4 separate regions of the Sus scrofa genome follow, and regions 1, 3 and 4 are each linked to region 2. Evidence: chromatin contacts called from public Hi-C and HiChIP or PLAC-seq data. All regions are on one chromosome and are shown on one strand. Each heading gives the region's core, a stretch centred on a gene start, on an enhancer-like site or on the middle of the called end of the contact. The rest is flanking DNA. Distances are from core to core; before and after follow the strand shown. Region 1 overlaps ICK (serine/threonine-protein kinase ICK). Region 2 holds the start of EFHC1 (EF-hand domain-containing protein 1). Region 3 has its middle 16 kb from the start of TMEM14A. Region 4 holds the start of TMEM14A (transmembrane protein 14A).

Region 1 (2,700 bases), core at 153-2,652, 470 kb before region 2:
AGAGAACAGATAGAAGCCATGGAATCTTTTCAGTGGAAAATGATGAAGGCTAAGGGTCTGAATGGGGGAAGTGGGGCTGGTAAACCACCACTCAGAGATGCCCACTTTTCCATACAGTTTTCTGTCTCCTTTCTTAAAAAAATGAGTCATTGTGGCATTTATTCAGTGACTGTCAAGCTTCCAAAATAAAGAGCAGATTACTTCCGTCCCCGTACCCAGTCGGTTCCCCAGGCTGTCAGCGAGCAGGGCACCAGGCATGCACTGCTAGCCTGAACAGGTAGTCTGTCCCACTGAGGATTGAGCCAAGGGGAAGGGGCTGGGGCACGTTGTGGAAAGGTGTCCCCATTGTCACCTAGTCAGAAAAACCGAAGCATTGCTTTCAAAGATTGGCCAGAACCCTTTGAAAGCAAAATATAGCTGTGTCACTCCACGAGTTGGGTACAGCCTAACCCAAAGGCCAAAGGCCTGATTTGCAGGGGCCTTTCTGAGATTCTCCAAATGCAGTCATTCCGGCACTGTAGTGGGAGGCCAGGCAGCCTGCCTGCACTAGCCTTTCTGCAGTGTTTAGTATTCTCCTGTTTCAGAACATTTCTGCTCTGGGCAAACAGTCTGATTACCATCACTTTGCACGTGAAGAAATAGAAGCGCTGAGTGTTGTGAGATACTGACCAAATAAATGGCTAATAAGTAAATAGCAAAGACTAAACTTCATGTTCTGACCATTCAAACCATGGGAATCTGCTGGTGCAAGTGGAGCGTGAGGCGTGAGAACAGAGATGAAGGAGGTGTGGTGAGTGTCTGGGGCAGGCCTGCGTGTCACTGGCCACTGGCCACTGGGGAAGGGCTGGCAGTGAGGTGGGGACAGGGCGCTGTGGCATCCCTGGTAGAGAGCCGTTGGCTGCATCTGCAGGATCGGGCAGGAGGCTCTGAAGAGGTGACGTTTGAGCTGAACTTGGGGAGAGAGAGAGAGTAGATTCTGAGCTTTGGGGTCTGACCGAGGCAGGGACACGTGTCCTACTCTGGAAGAGATGTTGTTTGACGTACAGAGTCCTTCTGGGGTGCTGTCTGCTCCTCGCTAGTTTTTGTGTGCTGATGGCAAAGGTGGAAACACGGATCCATTTTTTCTTAGACAAATGCTGCCTGACCCAGAGAAATCACTGAACCACAGAGCATCAGAGCGGAAGATCAGCTCACTTCATCAAGCCCAGGGCCCTAGCCTCACAGAAATTAACCTGAGGACCAAGAGGTGCTTCAAGTCATGGGAGGGTCAGTGCCAAGTGGAAACTGGGACCCAGTCCCTCTTTGTCGGTGGTCACGTGCCTCCTCTATAGGCAGTCAGTGCCAGTGAGGTCCCGCTGGGTCTGCTGAAGCTCGATTGCAGAACGAGGCCACCCAGAGCACGGCCACCTCACTGGTTCAGAATGTGGACTTTGAGCTACAAAGTACTTCTTTCAGTTCCTCTTGTTCTCAGATCCTCAGAAAATCTCATGATGTTTGAATCTTTTGCAACCTCCTCCTTAACTTTGATGCAGTTGGCCCTTGTTCCTGTCTCAATGCTAACAGCTACTAGTTGCGTAACCTTGAACAAGTAGCTTGTGTCTCAGATTCCTTATCTATAAAACAAAGGTAATAATAATACTGTTGTGAAGATAAAAAGATTATTATGTGCAAAGATTATTATGTGTATAGCAGTACTGTACACCGAGTAAGCTCTAAAATGATAGTTGGTTTACTTTTTTGGCTTATTTGATATATTAGTAAGCTAGGTATGGTTTAGTAATGGCGAACCAGGTATGGATTAGTTATAGCAAGTGGTGATCCAAGTTATTCTTGGAGTCTGAGTGTTATTTAGAGGAATCACCCATTACTGTGTGAGCTAATTCTTCAAGTTAATGAATAGGCTGCTATTCCCCCCCCACCCCCCCATTCACATGGCAGAGGGTGATGACTGGCTAGGCCAGGAGCTGTGAATTCAGATGCCACGGGGGGGAGGAGGAAACATAAAAGACTCAAGGGTATGTGCTTGTTCAACGCTAAGGAGTTGCTCTTCTCTCTCTCTCTTTTTTTTTTTTTGGTCTTTTTAGGGTTGCATCTGCAGCATATGGAGGTTCCCAGGCTAGGGGTCTAATTGGAGCTGTAGCTGCTGGCCTATGCCACAGCCACAGCAACGCCAGATCCAAGCTGCAGCTTCCACCTACACCATGGCTCACGGCAACACTGGATCCTTAACCCACTAAGTGAGGCCAAGGATCGAACCTGAAACCTCATGGTTCCTAGTCAGATTCGTTTCCGCTGTGCAACAATGGGAACTCCTGCTCTTCTCTTTTAAAAAGAACAACTTCTCTTTCCCTCCAATTTCTCTTCATACCAGATTTTTTTCAAGCTATCTTTTCCTTTGTCACTTTGCTTTTTGTTTTTGTTTTGTTTTGTTTTGTTTTGTTTTGGCTATGCCCAAAGCATGTAATTCTGTAGTCAAGTTTCCTTAACGTGCTATGCCTGTGTTCAACTTAGGGCCTATTAAATTAAGAATTCATGGGAGTTCCCATTGTGGCTTGGTGGGTTAAAACCTAACTAGTATCAATGAGGATGCAGGTTCAATTCCTGGTCATGCTCAGTGGGTTAAGGATCCATAATTAACACAAGCTGTGGTGTAGGTCGCAGATGCGATTCAGATCTGGTGTTGCTATGGCTATGGCATAA
Region 2 (2,700 bases), core at 7-2,506:
GGATCTGGCGTTGCCTTGAGCTGTGGTGTAGGTCGCATACGTAGCTGGGATCCCGCATTGCTGTGGCTCTGGCGTAGGCCGGTGTCTACAGCTCTGATTCGACCCCTAGCCTGGGCACCTCCATATGCTGCGGGCAGCCCTAGAAAAGACAAAAACAAAACAAACACATTAAGGTGAAAAGAAAAGGGCTGGGGAAGAAAAAACCAGCAACAAATCAGCTATGGTGGAGGGAAGGAAAACATAACTATCTCCTACAAAGCACCTGAGGATGATTTGGGACAAAGACCGCCAAGTGTTGAAAGTCTTTTTGGAGAAAGAGCAGTTGAGAAAGAAGACGAAACAAGAGCAGGGTGAATGTGGAACTAAACTGTAGAAAAGCCAGAAGTGCTGGACAGAAAAGGGATGCGATTTGGTAGAAGCATAAATGAGAGGGAAGGAGACTTTGGGAAAGGACCTGGCAGAACGAAGTGAATGGGTAGATATGGTCTGTAAGACTGGAAACCGAGCTGGGGTGGGAGAGATGACTGGGTCTAGGATTCAGAAGAGGAAAGACGCGGGGCAGGAGTGATGGGCTTGGGGAGAGTGGGTGGGATAGGGCCGTGAAAATAAGGATGAAGATGTAAAGAGGCTGCGTCCGGGAAGGAACCAGGCTGGGGGAAGGGTTTAAGGATGAAGCCGGGCAGAGAGGGTGGGAGAGGAGATAGAGTCTAGGGAGAACTTGGGAGCAAGGTGGGGAAAACAATGATCTAGAAGGAGAAGAGACCGGGGCTAGAAGAGCAAAGCCTAAAGGAAGAACGCTGGGAGTCCAACAAGCTGTCTGGGCGGAGTGGAAACAACTAGAGGGATGGATAGAGGACAAAGGATGGGAGAAAGGGTGAGGCTGGGTGTTTGTGTGTCGGGGGAGAACAGGGTTGGGACAGAGGAGAGGTTTCAAGGGAAAGAGTACAAACGGTGGACAAGCAAGTAGGCGCAATAAGAGGCTGAGGACAGGTTGGGGCTGGAGGGAGAAGTCCTCACCGTGGAGTCCTTAAAGGACGTGCCCGGGAGAAAGGGCAGGCCGTGCACTGGGTGAGACACCATCGCAGCCACCTCGCGCGGGCTTGGTCCTCCCGGGTTGCCCAGACGCCCAGCCGCGTTCCTTGGCCAGGCCTGGGCAGCTCCATGGCAACGCCAAACAGCCGGAGCGCCCGCTGCCAGGTCTGCGCGTGCGCTGTCCACGGGCCTGGGCGCGTCTCGCGGGAGGGGGGCCGGCTGAGGCGAGCTGGCCCCGCCCCTCCCAGCTAGGGATGCGGGTTGGCGGGAGCGGGTGGGCGGGGGCGGAGGAGAGGGTTGTGATGACGCGATAGTTCTCGCCGAGAGGTCCCGTTTGGGGCGGGCCCTTGGAGCCGTTCCAGGCCCAGGGGAGGCCCTGCCTTCGCTCCGCCCAGTCCTCACCGCGACCCGCCCACTCTCCCTTCTCCCAGCTGTGGGAAAAGGGACTTGACACAGTTCACACTGAAGTGTCAGTGGTTGGTCCTGTTTAAAAGTGTTATCTCTCAAGGACCCCCGCTTCCTTGGGTCAAGGGGCTCCGGATTATTCACGGTTATAACTGTTGCTCAAGGATGTTCAATGAACAAATGCAATCTCGTCCCTAATCCTGTCACTATCGTATTCTTTTTCCACTTTACCTTTCTTTAATCTACTGTCCATACCTGCAGTTCTGCATCTTCCCGGTTCTTGTTGGTTGGGCCTGAGGATCTTGCATATTCACCACATTATACTCAATATTTGTAGCCTAAAGAGGCATAGGGCGTTCATCTCAATTCCTCTGGTCTCTAGTTTCTACCCACCTGCAGCTGCAGTGAACCAGGAGGTGATACTCATCTCCTTCAAAGAGAAAACAAAAGTCGTAAGCAAATAAGTGAGGTGACATACTGCCAGGATCATAGCTGCTCTTTTTATGAAATTTGTTATCCCTTAAACGTAATCGTGTTCCTGAAACGTTTTCAGGAAAGAAGGAGAAAAAAAGTTTTTCAGCAGCGCTGAAGAGCTTAAAAGGAAAAACAAAAGTCAGCTAATACCCAGGTGCCCACACTTTGGATTCATTAGATCTGAAATGGGGCCCGAGAATCTGATTGTTATAAAAGCTGTTTCTGATTATGAGCTAGTTTAGGAACATGATATAGTAGCAAGCCTGACCCACTAAGGCCTATCCCCATGTCATGGGTGGGTTACTGCCTATACAGACAGGGGCTTTCGTTTTCCTGCTGCTTGTCAGAGCAAATACCCTTGTTGGGTTTCACTAATAAGCGTAAACCTCAGGGGGCCCAGAACATCAATCCAGTAGGGGCCCTGAAGCAGTTACTGGTGGCTCTCTCCACACCCTGCCCAAAGAGATTCTTTTCTAATAACACTTTTTCTCCCCTAACTACTCCTAGTTCCCATTTTTGTCCCCACCTATCTTTTTTTAACCTTTAATTTTTTTATTTTCTATTTGAGTGGTACCTTAATTAGGTGTTTAATACACTTTTTGTTTTAAATCTATGTGTTGTAGGAGTTCCTGTCGTGGCGTATCGGAAACAAATCTGACTGGGAACCATGAGGTTGCAGGTTCGATCCCTGGCCTCGCTCAGTGGGTTAAGGATCCGGCGTTGCTGTGAGCCGTGGTGTAGGTCGCAAACATGGCTGGGATATGGCGTTGCTGTGCCTATGGTGTAGGC
Region 3 (2,700 bases), core at 175-2,674, 280 kb before region 2:
ACAAATTTGTTACATTTATAGTTGTACAATGATCATCACAACCCAATTTATAGCGTGTCCATCCCAACCCCCCAGCGCATCCCCCCATCCCCCAACTTGCCTCCTTTGGAAACCGTAAGTTTTTCAAAGTCTGTGAGTCAATATCTGTTCTGCAAAGAAGTTCATTGTGTCCTTTTTTCAGATCCCACAAAGTGATAGCATTTGATGTTGGCGTCTCGTTGTCTGACTGACTTCACTTAGCATGATAATTTCTAGGTCCATCCATGTTGCTAAAAAAATTAAGTTTTATTTTTATGGCCACACCTGCAGCATATGGGAGTTCTCAGGCTAGGGGTCAAATCAGAGCTGCAGCTGCCAGCCTACACCACAGACACAACGACTTGGGATCCGAGCCATGTCTTCGACTTGTGCCACAGCTTATGCCAACACCAGATCCTTAACCCACCGAGCAAGGCCAGGAATCAAACCTGCATCCTCACAGACACTATGTCAGGTTCTTAACCCACTGAGCCACAATGGAGCTCCTCATCTGCCTTTTGAATTTGGAACTGTGCATTGAAGACTCCGGGTTCTTCTGTGCCTTCCTGGAATGCGGAGAACCCTGAGGCCATCGACTGCCCCTCTGCCTGGACACCTAGACACTTCTCCTCTATGCTTTTTTTTTTTTTTTTTTTTTTTTTTTTTTTTTTTTGCTATTTCTTGGGCCGCTCCCGCGGCATATGGAGGTTCCCAGGCTAGGGGTCGAATCGGAGCTGTAGCCGCCAGCCTCCGCCAGAGCCACAGCAACTCGGGATCCGAGCTGTGTCTGCGACCTACACCACAGCTCACGGCAACGCCGAATCGTTAACCCACTGAGCAAGGGCAGGGACCGAACCCGCAACCTCATGGTTCCTAGTTGGATTCGTTAACCACTGTGCCACGACGGGAACTCCTCCTCTATGCTTTTGAGTCATCCTGAGTTTGCAAGATGCAGGCAAAAGTTTCCCAGGTTCTCAGGTACCCAAGGCCACGCTGAGATCCTGGCATTTCTCAGCTTGCTCTTCCAGCATTTGACTGGGCTGATGTGAGCTAAGAGCCAGATTTCCTCTTGTGTAGACTTTAGGAACTTCTCCTCCTTCCCCTCCAACTCTCTCCCTCACCCTCACTTCCATAGGGTGACTGGACTCTTTCCCAGTTCTTCTAAATCATTTACTTGTGGCACATGTTGATTAAAGATGGCAGGTTCTTTGGCCTTTCTCCTCATGGGTGGGGTCGGGTATAATTCCCCTCCCTTAGGTCTGGGCTGGCCTGGCCTCAGTGACTCACCTGAAACCTATAGAATATGATGACAATACTACTTAATTAATCACCAGAAAAGGCTCTAAATGGCAGAGACCACCTTCAAGATATTCACTGGGCAAAAATGTAAGAACTTACTTCCTCCATGCCCAGGGTGGATCACAAGATCCCACACTGACTTGGAGTCTTTACAGAAAACATCATCAAAGCTGACTCATCCTGGAGTTTCCGTGGCTCAGCGGAAACGAATATGACTAGAATCCATGAAGACACAATTTCCATCTCTGGCCTCACTCAGTGGGTTAAGGATCTGACTTTGCTGTGAGTTGTGGTGTAGGTCACAGGCACAGCTCAGGTCCCATGGTGCTGTGGCTGTGATGCAGGCCTGCCGCTGTAGCTCTGATTCGACCCCTAGCCTGGGAACCTACGTATGCCGCAGGTGTGGCACCTGCCCCCACCCCCAAAAAAGGTTGACTCAACATCATGTTCACAAAACACAATCAGCTGGGACAGCATAATCATGAATAAAAAGAAGTAATCACCTTGGGACATAATTATCCCTACAAAGGGAAGCCTTCGTCCTAAATCATAAAATAGCTGCCAGTTGTTGGATGCTTACTCTCTGCCTGTCACTTGATAAGCCTTTTGATACTATTGTCCCACTGAATGTTCACTTTAGTATTATGGGATTAGTGTGATCATTCCTAGTTCCCAGATGGAGAAGAGACCTTCAAGGTTAAGTAACTTCTTAGCAAATAGAGAGCAAGGCCGAGATATAAACCAGTTCTGCCTACTGATTCTTAACACACTTGCCTGGAAGCATGTGGCCCTGCCTCTCAGTCCTCTGTCCTCAGCTGACCTAGTATGTCACCTCAATCCACCCCACCCATCCCTCTCTCCATCTCTGTAGAGGGTCCCCATCCTCCCCCTGACCTCCCTGGAAAAGAAACACCAGGAACTGTGCCTCTTTTCTCTCCATCCTAGGAGCTCCCAGAGGAATTTCAATGTTCCTCCAGAGCCCCATTCCTCCCCCTCTTCACAAGTGATGGGACCCTAAGAAGTAGGCTCCAGGAGCTCCCGTTGTGGCTCAGTGGGTTACATACCCGGCTAGTAATCACGAGGATGGGGCTTCGATCTCTGGCCTTGCTCAGTAGGTTAAGGATCTGGCATTGATGTGAGCTGCAGTGTAGGTCACTGATGTGGCTTGGATCCCACATGGCTGTGGCTATGGCTGTGGCCAGCAGCTGCAGCTCTGATTTGACTCTTAGCCTGGAAACTCCCATATGCCACAGGTGCGGCCCTAAAAAGCAAAAAAAGGCAAAAAAAAAAAAAAAAAAAGAAGTAGGCTCCAGATCCTTGTCCTGTATCCTTGGATTTGAGGTCAAGCAGTTTCTCCAGTTGCTGTAGCTCTAAGATATAAAA
Region 4 (2,700 bases), core at 130-2,629, 260 kb before region 2:
GACCACAGGTGACTACTAGCGGCTACTAGTCCCAGAAGTAATTTAGGGACCTAATTTTCTCCTTAATCCAATCATCTGGTGTTAAAGGCCAGTTCTTCACCCTCCTCTGAGCTTCGCAGTTCTTCCTCTGATCCTCTTTTGAGGCCCCATCCCTCTACTTAGTGTAGAGTTACTTCTGTTGAACTCATCTCTGCCCTGGGCCAGTCAAACTTCTTGAGGACTAAGCTCAGGTTCAACTCATCTTCCTCTCCCACAGCGCCAAGCCCAATGCGTGCACAAGGCAAATGCTGAATAAATGAGTGAATGAGCTAGGGAACCAAAGCAATAACTTTGGCCTGAAGACATTCTGTAACTGAGCCACCCTCCGTGTAGCTCCACTGCCAGGAAAAAAAGCCCTTTATCTCCTCAATGAACTGAGTGTTGCTCTACAAAGACAAAATAATCTATTCTCAATCCTTGTAAGAAGTTTCCGTGCTCACAGCGAAAATTCACATAAAAAGCAATCCGCCCTGGCGCTCCTTTTCCGTAGCAGGACCGTATAACCTGCTTAGGACCACACAGTAAAACCAGAGGCTTGCGTTAGCCTGGGAGGGATAGGGGTGGGGACAATATGCCCAACGCATCACGTGCTCTCAGTGTCATCGGTTGCCCAGCACTCGGAAGAGCCAGAAAGCATCCTGGGTGCAATGCGGCAAAATAATTTACTGCACAACGTACAAAACCAGGTGACACGGCCCTGCCTTGCCCCTAGCCCTGCAAAATTTGACGAACCCACTAAGAGATTTCCCGCAAGTCATTATATAAAAAGCATTTTCACATGCTGAGGATCAATAATTACCTACCTTTTAACTCCTTGGGGCTCGAAAGACATTTTCGAGTGCAGTCTGGTTGGTGCAGGAAAGGTTTTAAAACCTCGCCAAGCATTTCTGTGATGGTCCAAGATCTCCACCCCCTTCCCCACCTCTCCGTAGCTCCAGGAACTCCAGGGAGGACAAGTGTCCAGGGAGGACAAATGGGAGATTCAGGGCCGTGGAAGGAAGAAATTCGGAGAATTCCCAGGCAGAAGAGAAGCGATACCCGGGAGAGCTGACCCCACCCCCTGCAAAATCCTCCCAAGGTTCTTCGCATTGTTATCTATTTCTGCGCCTTTGCATTAAATTACGGGCAGGAAGGTATAAGTTGCGAGACGTACAGCTCACCTGCAGCCCCAAGCTCTCCCCGCGGCTGAAAAGAGAAAAGTCGGGAGCCAGCTGCGGGAAAACTTCGTACCTGCAGTCAGGAAGCTGACCTCAAAAGCCTGCGCCTTCCGACTCTGGGCACTACTCTCCGGCACTGGGCGGGGCCGCTGATTCCGGGCGGCCCCGCCCCCCCTGTGCGCATGCGCCTCCCCCCCCACCATTCCGCAGCTCGGGTTTGTGTAGGATGGTTCTCCTTGTACCATCTGCAGCCCTCTCTGGCAATAGCATCCTAGGCCGCGGCCACCCTCGGTCACTCGCTCCTGCGGCCTGGCTTTCCGCCCTGGTGCCAGGATCTGCTGCTTTCTGTCGGACGGGGCGGGACTGACAAGCACTCGCAAGGAGTGGGTCTGGGTGTACCAAGAATTCCAGAAGGCGAAAGATTTTTAACCATGAAGAAGTTCCTTCATCATTCAAGGGGCATTTGTGGGATTTCTCCAGCAGCCTAGGCCTTTTATATACTCTCCTGTAGATTGTCCTCATTTTCAACGGTGGGAGCTAAGGTTCAGAAAGGTGAAAGGATTTCGTTGTCCTCAGGCTCAGCTCCTAAGAGAGGTGCGAGTGTTAGAACCCAGGCTGTCCAGTTTCGAAACCCGAGCAACCTTCCTTACACCGCCCATTTACGAGGTCATCTAGATGCGGAGGGGAAACCAGGAAACCGGTCTTATACTTCAAACCCAGGATTTGCTGGGCCTAAATACCAGAAGGGAAAGGTACACCATGCCAGAAGTGTAAGGCACTTGAAATCATGTCTAGTTTCAGGATAATCTATCCCCAGGAATGAGCTTTAGATTGATCTGGCATCGTGCCTTCTAAATACAACTTCTCATTTCACTCCAGTTTTGCCTTCTAGGCCACAATCCAGTAACTCCAACCCTCTCCCTTACATAACAGGCTGTCATCTAGGAGTCATCAAGTTGCTCTAGGGGTGCTTCGGGCTAGGAATAATAGAATTTCTTTTAAAAGGAAACCTAAGAATATACAGTAAATCTTGTGAACTTTGCTGAATCTACTCCTTCTGCTTAAAAATGCTTCAGGGAAGGAACGTGACTGTATCTAACTTAGGAGAAGCATAAGGTAGGCCTAGGAAGTTAACCAGGTTCCAGGAAAGTCAAGGAAGAGTTGATGGCAGGTGCTGGAATGTGGATGAAGGAAGTGATACCCTGGAGTTTGGCTGAGTGCTCCCAGCTCTCCTTCTCAGCCCCTCTAGGCTTTTGCAAAAGGGAGGATAAGGTTGAAAGCCTGACCCACTGACAGACTTTACTAGAATACTTAGCATTTTACTGACTAGCAACAGCAATTTTTAGATTTGTAGGAATGTGCTTCCATTTCTCCAAAAATTTCCACCCACTTCTTAGCCACAGGCTTGTTTTGATAGTCCAGCTGTTGTCAATCAGGTCCTGTGTATCTATAGATTCATCCTGAAGGCTGTCCTTGTCTACAGCATGCATCATTTGTAAACACT

Evidence for each region. A called contact is a pair of places that touch in the nucleus more often than the background predicts. HiChIP or PLAC-seq counts read pairs in DNA pulled down with a chosen protein or histone mark.
Region 1: a contact with region 2 is called in a Hi-C map of subcutaneous adipose tissue, with 2.0 times the contacts expected there. The contact joins the enhancer-like site here to the promoter of EFHC1 in region 2. A contact is called at or near these places in 4 of 5 promoter capture datasets (fetal liver, fetal skeletal muscle, liver and 1 more), 24 of 47 Hi-C or Micro-C datasets (adipocytes, adipose tissue, alveolar macrophages and 16 more) and 2 of 2 datasets of contacts at active chromatin or transcription factors (alveolar macrophages and skeletal muscle).
Region 3: an H3K27ac HiChIP or PLAC-seq map of alveolar macrophages shows a contact between it and region 2. The contact joins the enhancer-like site here to the promoter of EFHC1 in region 2. A contact is called at or near these places in 1 of 5 promoter capture datasets (fetal skeletal muscle), 4 of 47 Hi-C or Micro-C datasets (alveolar macrophages, blood, embryonic fibroblasts and 1 more) and 1 of 2 datasets of contacts at active chromatin or transcription factors (alveolar macrophages).
Region 4: a contact with region 2 is called in a Hi-C map of embryonic fibroblasts, with 7 times the contacts expected there. The contact joins the promoter of TMEM14A here to the promoter of EFHC1 in region 2. A contact is called at or near these places in 3 of 5 promoter capture datasets (fetal liver, fetal skeletal muscle and liver), 34 of 47 Hi-C or Micro-C datasets (adipocytes, adipose tissue, alveolar macrophages and 18 more) and 2 of 2 datasets of contacts at active chromatin or transcription factors (alveolar macrophages and skeletal muscle).

The regions. Positions count from the first base shown.
Region 1 is chr7:46,710,138-46,712,837 of Sscrofa11.1, reverse strand. All of the region lies in intron 2 of ICK (serine/threonine-protein kinase ICK), which reads left to right. The region is part of intron 1 of LOC110261744; the gene reads left to right. Among named protein-coding and RNA genes, the nearest start is that of ICK, 12 kb to the left of the region's middle. Within about 2 kb of position 1,402, at least 16 of the 83 cell types and tissues checked have an H3K27ac peak or open chromatin away from gene starts, as enhancers often do. A contact at or near this core is called in adipose tissue, omental adipose tissue, retroperitoneal adipose tissue and 1 more, where this site is marked.
Region 2 is chr7:46,243,471-46,246,170 of Sscrofa11.1, reverse strand. It overlaps EFHC1 (EF-hand domain-containing protein 1), which reads right to left and starts at 1,256. Exons shown (of 10, transcript XM_013978451.2): 1 at 1,018-1,256. The coding sequence starts at 1,080.
Region 3 is chr7:46,524,720-46,527,419 of Sscrofa11.1, reverse strand. No RefSeq gene overlaps it. Among named protein-coding and RNA genes, the nearest start is that of TMEM14A, 16 kb to the right of the region's middle. Within about 2 kb of position 1,424, at least 7 of the 83 cell types and tissues checked have an H3K27ac peak or open chromatin away from gene starts, as enhancers often do. A contact at or near this core is called in alveolar macrophages and embryonic fibroblasts, where this site is marked.
Region 4 is chr7:46,508,403-46,511,102 of Sscrofa11.1, reverse strand. TMEM14A (transmembrane protein 14A) reads right to left here and starts at 1,379. Exons shown (of 5, transcript XM_005666469.3): 1 at 1,270-1,379.